Linked DNA regions of Sus scrofa: region 1 is linked to region 2. Evidence: chromatin contacts called from public HiChIP or PLAC-seq data. All regions are on one chromosome and are shown on one strand. The core of a region is the stretch at or near the end of the contact, and the rest is flanking DNA. Distances in the headings are between cores, read along the strand shown. Region 1 holds the start of BTG1 (BTG anti-proliferation factor 1). Region 2 overlaps LOC110260822 (a long non-coding RNA gene).

What was found. HiChIP or PLAC-seq counts read pairs in DNA pulled down with a chosen protein or histone mark.
Region 1: an H3K27ac HiChIP or PLAC-seq map of skeletal muscle shows a contact between it and region 2. The contact joins the promoter of BTG1 here to the enhancer-like site in region 2. A contact is called at or near these places in 2 of 5 promoter capture datasets (fetal skeletal muscle and liver), 5 of 47 Hi-C or Micro-C datasets (embryonic fibroblasts, heart right ventricle, psoas muscle and 2 more) and 2 of 2 datasets of contacts at active chromatin or transcription factors (alveolar macrophages and skeletal muscle).

Annotation. Positions count from the first base shown.
Region 1 is chr5:90,812,889-90,816,673 of Sscrofa11.1, reverse strand. BTG1 (BTG anti-proliferation factor 1) reads right to left here and starts at 1,480. Exons shown (of 2, transcript NM_001099936.1): 1 at 1,015-1,480; 2 at 1-51. The coding sequence starts at 1,162. All of the region lies in intron 3 of LOC106510428 (a long non-coding RNA gene), which reads right to left.
Region 2 is chr5:90,560,530-90,564,398 of Sscrofa11.1, reverse strand. LOC110260822 (a long non-coding RNA gene) reads left to right here. Exons shown (of 6, transcript XR_002344333.1): 3 at 2,257-2,649. All of the region lies in intron 1 of LOC110260823 (a long non-coding RNA gene), which reads right to left. Among named protein-coding and RNA genes, the nearest start is that of PLEKHG7, 250 kb to the right of the region's middle. Within about 2 kb of position 2,393, at least 3 of the 83 cell types and tissues checked have an H3K27ac peak or open chromatin away from gene starts, as enhancers often do. A contact at or near this core is called in fetal skeletal muscle and skeletal muscle, where this site is marked.

The DNA of each region.
Region 1 (3,785 bases), core at 231-2,730, 250 kb before region 2:
AACCTGATCCTTTGCACGGCTTTTCTGGGAACCAGTGGTGTTTATAATGTTCTATAGAAGAAAAAAAACAGAAACAGCGCTTAGATATCGTTACTGCTGGCTCCCGCTGTAGTTTCTTTCTTCGGCTGGCTTCGTTGAGGGAAAATGCAAACTAGCAACTTTCTTTAAAAAAAAAAACAAAAAAAAAAACCCAGCATTGAATCCGCGGCTGTCCATGTAAGGCGATGGGGAATGAGCGGGCAGGGTTTGAGAAATAACAGTAGTACACCGTACAGAACAATCTCCGGGAACCAACCGGTTGAGTTGCCAAAACGGCAATCCGGCGGGCAGCCTCCGCCAGCCGGGCAGCGGGGTGGCACCGGTGGCCAGGCGGGAACCTGTTTACTTTCTCCACCCCACCCCAGCCGCACACACAATGGGGTTTATGGCTTCGAAGAGGAGCGCCACTGGACTGTTCGCCCCGAAGGGAATGGAACAAGCCATCCTAAACCACGCTCTGGGCAGGGCAGTAATTGTACCGGTGACAAATCCGATGATTAATGGACAGGGGTAGGAGGCGCGGAGAGACTGCACGTCCGGCCCGGGCTGGCTCCCTGGCAGCGGCGCGCCTTCCCATCCCGTGGCCCGGCCGTCGGGCCCGCAACGGTTAGACGGGATGGGGGGGAGGGGGCGTCGAATCCACCCTAGCCCGGCGGCTCCTTTGTCCCCCAAATGCGCGGACCGTCCGAGGACGGCGGCTCCCGCCTCGGTCGGCTTCAGTTTCTTTGTTGTGCGTCTGTTTTCCTGTCCCCTTGGTCTGCCAGCCGTGGGGGGAGGGGGCGCCCTTGGCCCACCCCCAAACCCTGTCCCGGACCCGCCGTTAGCGGCAGCCGGGCGCGCCAGTCACGGTCCCGCTGCCGGAACCGAGCGCGACCTGCCCACAGTGCCGCCAAGACTCCCGCGTCCCCGACGGCCCGGCCCAGAGATGTGCCACCGCGTCCCTCGGCGCCCCCCGCCCTGCCGCCGCCCGCTCACCTGCCAGCAGCTCCTGCAGGCTCTGGCTGAAGGTCTGCAGCTGTCGCTCGCTCGTGAGCCCCTTGGTGCGGAGAAACTTGGAGATGAAGGACACGGCGGCGGCGATCTCGCCTATCATGGTGGCGGCCCGGGTGTAGAAGGGATGCATGGGGGCGGCAGGCGGGGGCGGCCCGGGGCGGCCGGGGCTCGGCGGTGCGGCCCCGACGGCGGAGCGGCCACCCCGGGCTCCCTCACAGGTCAGTGGGCTGAGAGGGGGAGAGAGCGTGAGCGGTGGACGGCTACTTTTTTCTCCTCCCTTCTTTATAGTAAAAAGTTATTTTCGAGACAGGAGGCGGCAGGAGAAAGGAAGAGACGAGCGACGGCGGCCTGGTCACATCGCTCGGACCGCCCCGGCCGCCTCCGCCTCCAGCTCCGCAGCCTCCGAAGCTCCAAACACTTGCATTTCCAGCTCAGACGGGCAAAGAGATGCAGCGGCCGTGCGGCACTTTTTATAGCGCAGAGAAAAGGAAGTGGCGTAGCTGGAGCGTGACGGACGACTCCAGCCAATCCGGAGATCGCACCATTGTGATGCAAGCAGATTCTGAGCCGAAGGGGGCGGGAAAAGGGGCCAGGGGGCGTGCCCAGAGACCGGGAGGAGAGGGAGGAGCTGACGTAATCCGCTTGTAAACAAATAAACCCCCGAGTGGCGGCCCAGCGGGGGGGAAAACGGGATGGAGGAAACAGAGGGTGCGCGTGTGAAAGCCCCGCCCCTAGCCCTAACTCCTCCTTCCTGCTCCAACAACTCCTGGAGCTGCGCCAGCGCATCCTCTGCAAGCGTTCGCTGCCTGGGCTCGCCTCGAGGAGACAGAGCTGTGCAGATAAAAGCAGCCCCGCTCAGGCTGTCTACACGCGCGCCTGCGGCACGGATCTGGCCTCAAGGCACCTGCCGGCTCGCGTACTCGGTGTTTACAACCCGTCACCACGCTGAGTCTACGTGCCTGGCTCCACAGGAAGGAAGAGCATACAGAGCAGCGGGATGCGGGTACCCGTGCTGAGGAAGCTGGGAGTGCGGGGAAAAGTGGAGGGAACCGGCTCTCGCGGGGCATCCTGCAGCTTTCGGAACCCAGTTCTCACAAACATGCAGCCAACGCCTCGGAGCCGTTTCCCTTCCACCCTTGCGGAGGGTTGGGGCATGTCTTTGTCAAAGTTTAATTGCAAAATAAATAAAGGTTAGTAAGCCTTTTGTGGTTGCTGTTTCAGTAACTTGAGGAGTCAGAGAAAAGTGGAGACCTTACTGACCAGCTTAAAACTGATAAGAAAGGCTGCTATTGAATATAAATGTAATTATAACAAGTTTAGTAAAAGAAAAGAAACCTATATAATGCATTTTACATCTTTTTTGCACAAAACAGAAGGTTGTTTCCTTTTTTTCCTAATCCACTGAACTGTTTGAGCCTTAGAGTTCTGTTGCTCTTTATAAAAACAAGAAAATAAAGATAAAATTTGCTCAGATATTTGTTTAGTTAAGCCCTACTTGCTGAACTAGGAAAAAATAGGAAGGCGTGAACTTGCTAAAACGATTAGGCCTAAGAGAGGGTTAACCAGAACTCCATTAAGGAGGAGAAAAAAAAGATGGTGAGCCGGCCAGATGGAGAAAGCAAACAAGAGGCAGAAGTTGAACTCTACCAGATGGAAATAAATATCCTGAGCTTAGCTGGTCATCAATATTGCAAAACACACCACTTTGAGGTTTTGTTTTGTTTTGTTTTAATACTGTGCCAAAGGGTATAGAAATGAAGCAAAAGTAGAATTTGCTATAAAGCAGTAGAAGGAAAAATCTTATTGTTCACATGAAATATGTAAAACTGGGCTTGAAACAACTTTGAGGTTATTTTTTCATTCACACAAAATAATTATGTAGTTATATGTGAAATAAATACTTTAAGAAATAGTATTAAAAGCATGACTTGTGAAAGTACTTTCATTGGATAAAAGCATCAAAAATAATGGTAATATTTCCTTCTAGAACTTTTCACATAGAACTGTGCTTATAAATAAACGTGGTGGTAATTATTTCACTAAGGATGTGAAACCTCTTTTACTAATGAAAAAGGAGATAGGGAAACAGGAGTAAATCCTTAAAATTACCATAACCCTAGAACAAGATTTTCTGATATCCTTCTAAACCCCACCCACCGTTAATCATCTGCTCTATTCACTTTCCTTAATCATCAGTCATTTGAGAACTAGAATAGAAATCTGTTGACCTCCAAGCCTGGTCTCCAACTTGGACTCCCAATAATTTTGAGCTTAAATTGACTCATCTACAAAACAGAAATAATTGTTAACAAAATACTAGGATCTAAACTCAGACGCGTCTCCCAGTCCCTATTTTTCTCCACTGCTTTTTTTTCTTTCATTGACATATACTTGATGTACAAAACCATGTTAGTTTCAGGTGTACTATGTGATGATTTGACATTTGCATACATTATGAAATGTACACTACTTTTAACAGCCTTCTTTCTATGCAGAAGCTGAACCCTTTCTGAAATCTTTTTAAAATCAGTTGAATAGAGTGAACAAAGTTTAACTCACATATCCTTTTTTCCTCCCACTGTTTTTTATTATATATGTGTGTTTCACACCTGAAATCATTCCTTTAAGAGACAAGTGGATTTAAGAAATTACTCTTATCTTGGGGGATCTAGAGGGGAAAAGGCGGGGGGAGGATAAATATAGATTCTAAATGCAAGAGATAGTGCGCAATATTAATTGCTAATGGTTTTCAA
Region 2 (3,869 bases), core at 1,144-3,643:
AAAAACTTAAAAGCAACCAGGGGAAAAAGAAGAACAAAGATAAGAATGAAGATGTACTTCTCAATAGACTCTATTCAGGCCAAAAGAGACTAGAGAGACATCCTGAAAGTACTGAAAGGCAAAAACTATCTACTAAGAATTCTCTGTGCAGGGCATGTATCTTTCCAAAATTAAGCCAAATAGAGATTTTTTTAAGCAAAGAAAAGATGATTCACTTCAACAGACATTAAAGGGAATTCTCTACACAGATGAAAAATGGTAACAGGTAGAAATGTGGGTCTTTACAAAGGAATGATGAGCACCAGAAGTAGAGAATACATAGGTAAATAAGAACAGATTTTTTTTTCCTGCAATTTTCCCATCTCTTTAAGAGATGGGAAACTTGTCAAAGTCAAAAAGAAAAAAAAAAAGCAGTGATTTCTGGACTTTATGTCACAAGTACAAGTAAAAATTATGGCAACAAAGCATAACAATTGAAGGGGAAATAGATACATAATGTAAAATTCTTACATAGTTTGTGAGTTTTTATAACAATACTTGATGGGAAACTGTGAAAAGTTAAAAATATATACTGTAAACCCTACGGTAACCACTAGAAAAATAAAAAAAGTTATAGCTAATAAGACAATAATGAAAATAAAAGATTAAAAATACCTGTTACAAAAAAAATGGAGAGGAATAGATAATGGAGAGGATAGATAAATAATAAACAGCAATCTAGAAGATTTGAAACTAATAATATCCATGACCTCAGTAAATGTAAAAAGCCTACACACTTTAATTAAATGACAGATAATGTGCTGCTTGAAAGATACGCTTAAATAGACTTTATTTTTTGTCTTTTTTAGGGCCGCACCCACAGCATATGGAGGTTCCCAGGCTAGGGATCTAATCAGAGCTGTAGCCGCCAGCCTAAGCCATAGCTACGGCAACGCGGGATCCCAACCGCGTCTGCAACCTACACCACAGCTCACAGCAACACCGGATCCTTAACCCACTGAGCAAGGGCAGGGATCGAACTCACAACCTCACGGTTCCTAGTCAGATTTGTTTCCACCGAGCCACGACAAGAACTCCCTAAATAGATTGTATGAATTGAAAATAAAAGGACGGCAAAAGAATGCCATGTGAAACCTAAATGAAGGAAAGCTAGACTGACTCTATTAATATCTGACTTTTTATGGTTCCAATAATTATAGTTAGAAATTCTGACACTCTGCTCTCAGTAACTAACAGCAAAAGTAGACAGTAAATCAGTGAGGATATAGACTCCTTAAATTCTAGAACGAAACTGTCAACCAACTTGACCTAATTAAATATACAGAATGCTCCATCGAGCAACAGCAGAATATGCATTCTTTTGAAGGGCACTCAAAGCATTCAGTAAAATTAGAAAGGCTATTATGAGCTATAAAACAGTTCTCAATAAATTTAAGGGGATTCATTTTATACAAAGTATGTTCTCTGATCATAATATAATTTAGAACTCAATAACAGAAATATATCTGTGCAAAACTCTCTAAATATTTGGAGATTAACCCATGCATCAAAGAGAAAATCATAAAAGATATTAGAAAATATTTTGATCTGAATGAAAATTAAAACATAATATATCAAAATTTGTGGAACTCAATAAAATCAGTGCTTAAACGGAAGTTTATAGCATTAAATGTTTGCATTAGAAAAGAAGAAAGATAAATCACCTTAGGAAACTAGAAAAAGAGGAGGAAATTAAATCCAGAGTAATCAGAAGGAAAAAATAATAAAAATAAAAGCTACCCTAATTGAGCACTTACTATGACCCAGGTATAGTCTTAAGCGCATTATCTTAAGTATCTCTTCTTGCCTGGTCATGGCCCATGACAGTCAGGATTATTATTCTATTTTATGGATGAGGAAACTGGTTAAGGGTCAATATCTTTTCCAAGTTCATACTGTCAGTTAAGAGCCAGAATTGTGTTTTAAACTCAGATCTCTGTGCAACATACTGCATATACTTAATTAAGTATATTTATACTCTTAAGCCTATTTCATTACCTTCAAATTTGATATTTCTATTACATATACATATATGATACAGTACGTACATAATATACTATACGTATATGTATACATATGTATATATTATGTGCATACGTATATGTATATCTTGTATACATGTATATACAGTAATTTAGATATACAACACGTGTATATACAATGCATATATCTGTATAAACACACGAATTCTTTATCAACCTTTATCAATTCTCACAGAGATCAGCCATCGCCATTGTTCTCGTCTCTGAAAATTGTTCTGTCAATGAAATGATCTACCATGAAGGACATCTGTGGAAACACAGTCTGTGACGAGAGCCCATGAATAATTTCCACGTGCTCCTGCCAGTCTTTTAAGCTGCGCGTCCTTGAGTCACAGAGACATGGCTGGGCAGCTGAAAGTGTCACCGAGTATTCCGTGGACACCACAGTTCACTCAAGTGTTAACTGCTCACAAGGATACACAGCCAGCCTCCCCCAAACATGAGGCGATCCAACTGTGTTCTTCCCATGAGAAGCCAAAGGCATCTCTCCCCAAGCACAAAGTAGTAAAGAGCCCTGGATGCCTGGTTCCTATTCCTGGGAGCGTATGCAATTACTCTGTCACCCTGGGTAAGTCACTTTGGAACCCTCAGTTTTCTTCCTTTGTTCTTTAGTGTTTTCACTTGCTTAATGGAAGGGAGGAAGCATCTCAAGGTCCTCTCGGCGTTTCTACCTCTTCTCTCCTACACAGTGGCCAACGCTGACTGTCCTATCAGCATGACTCCTGATTATCAGCTCCCCATCTGCATGAAAGTAAAAGCCAGCTCATCCTATTAACCGGCTCCGAATCCTCCACTGGCTTCCCCTTTCACTAGAATAAAACCCTAAATCTTTACAATGACCTGACAACATAATTCTCCCCCGTTCCCTCCGCCGAAACTGCTGTTATTTTGCCGGCTTTGTGCATTACTCATCCTCTCTAGACCAGTTTGCTAGGGCTGCCGTAACAAAATACTCCAGAATGGGTGATGGAAACAACAGAAACTTATTTTCCCACAGTCATGGACGCTCACGGTGTCACCGGATTTAGTTTCTTCCGAAATGTCTCTCCTTAGCTTGAACGTGGCCATCTTTTCACTGTGTCCTCACATGGTCTTTCCTCTGGTGTCTCTCTGTGTCCAAATATCCTCTTTTAATAAGGACACCAGTCAGACAGGATTAGGGCTCACACCTTCATTTTAACATAGTCATCTCTTTAAAAGGATCTATCTTCAAACACAGTCATATTCTCACATACCAGGGGTTAAGACTCCAGCACATGAAATCAGAGGGGACAGGATTCAGCCCATGGCACCCTTGATCATTCTGCTGCAGCCAACCTGACTTTCCGCAAGTCATTCAAACATACCCTTGCCTTTACGCCATCTATTCCTTACCTCTCACACACTGCAAATCCAATAAAGTCTGCCCCGCTCTTTAAGGATGCGCCTGCAACCTAACAGACATTTCAACCCTTGGCTAGAACACTATAAGATTTATCCTAAGTTTCTTTTGGTCTCCTAGTTTCTCACTTTTTCAATTTGTTCCCCTTTGCCTCCTTAAGTCTTCACTCTACTGCCTTCACAGGTATTGTCGTTAGGGTTGGACTTCCCTTGCGGCAATCAAGCTAATCACATGGGTGATTTTCATTGTCACTGTGGCATGTCCCCCCTATATAGACTGTGTTGACTTATCCAATCCAGAGAAGTACAGTGGATACCAGGTTACGAGCCAGGCACTGCTGGTGTCTAGGAACACACGGGAAAACCTTAAGGTTAGGATTAAGGAGGAGTAACAAATTCGGCAGCAGT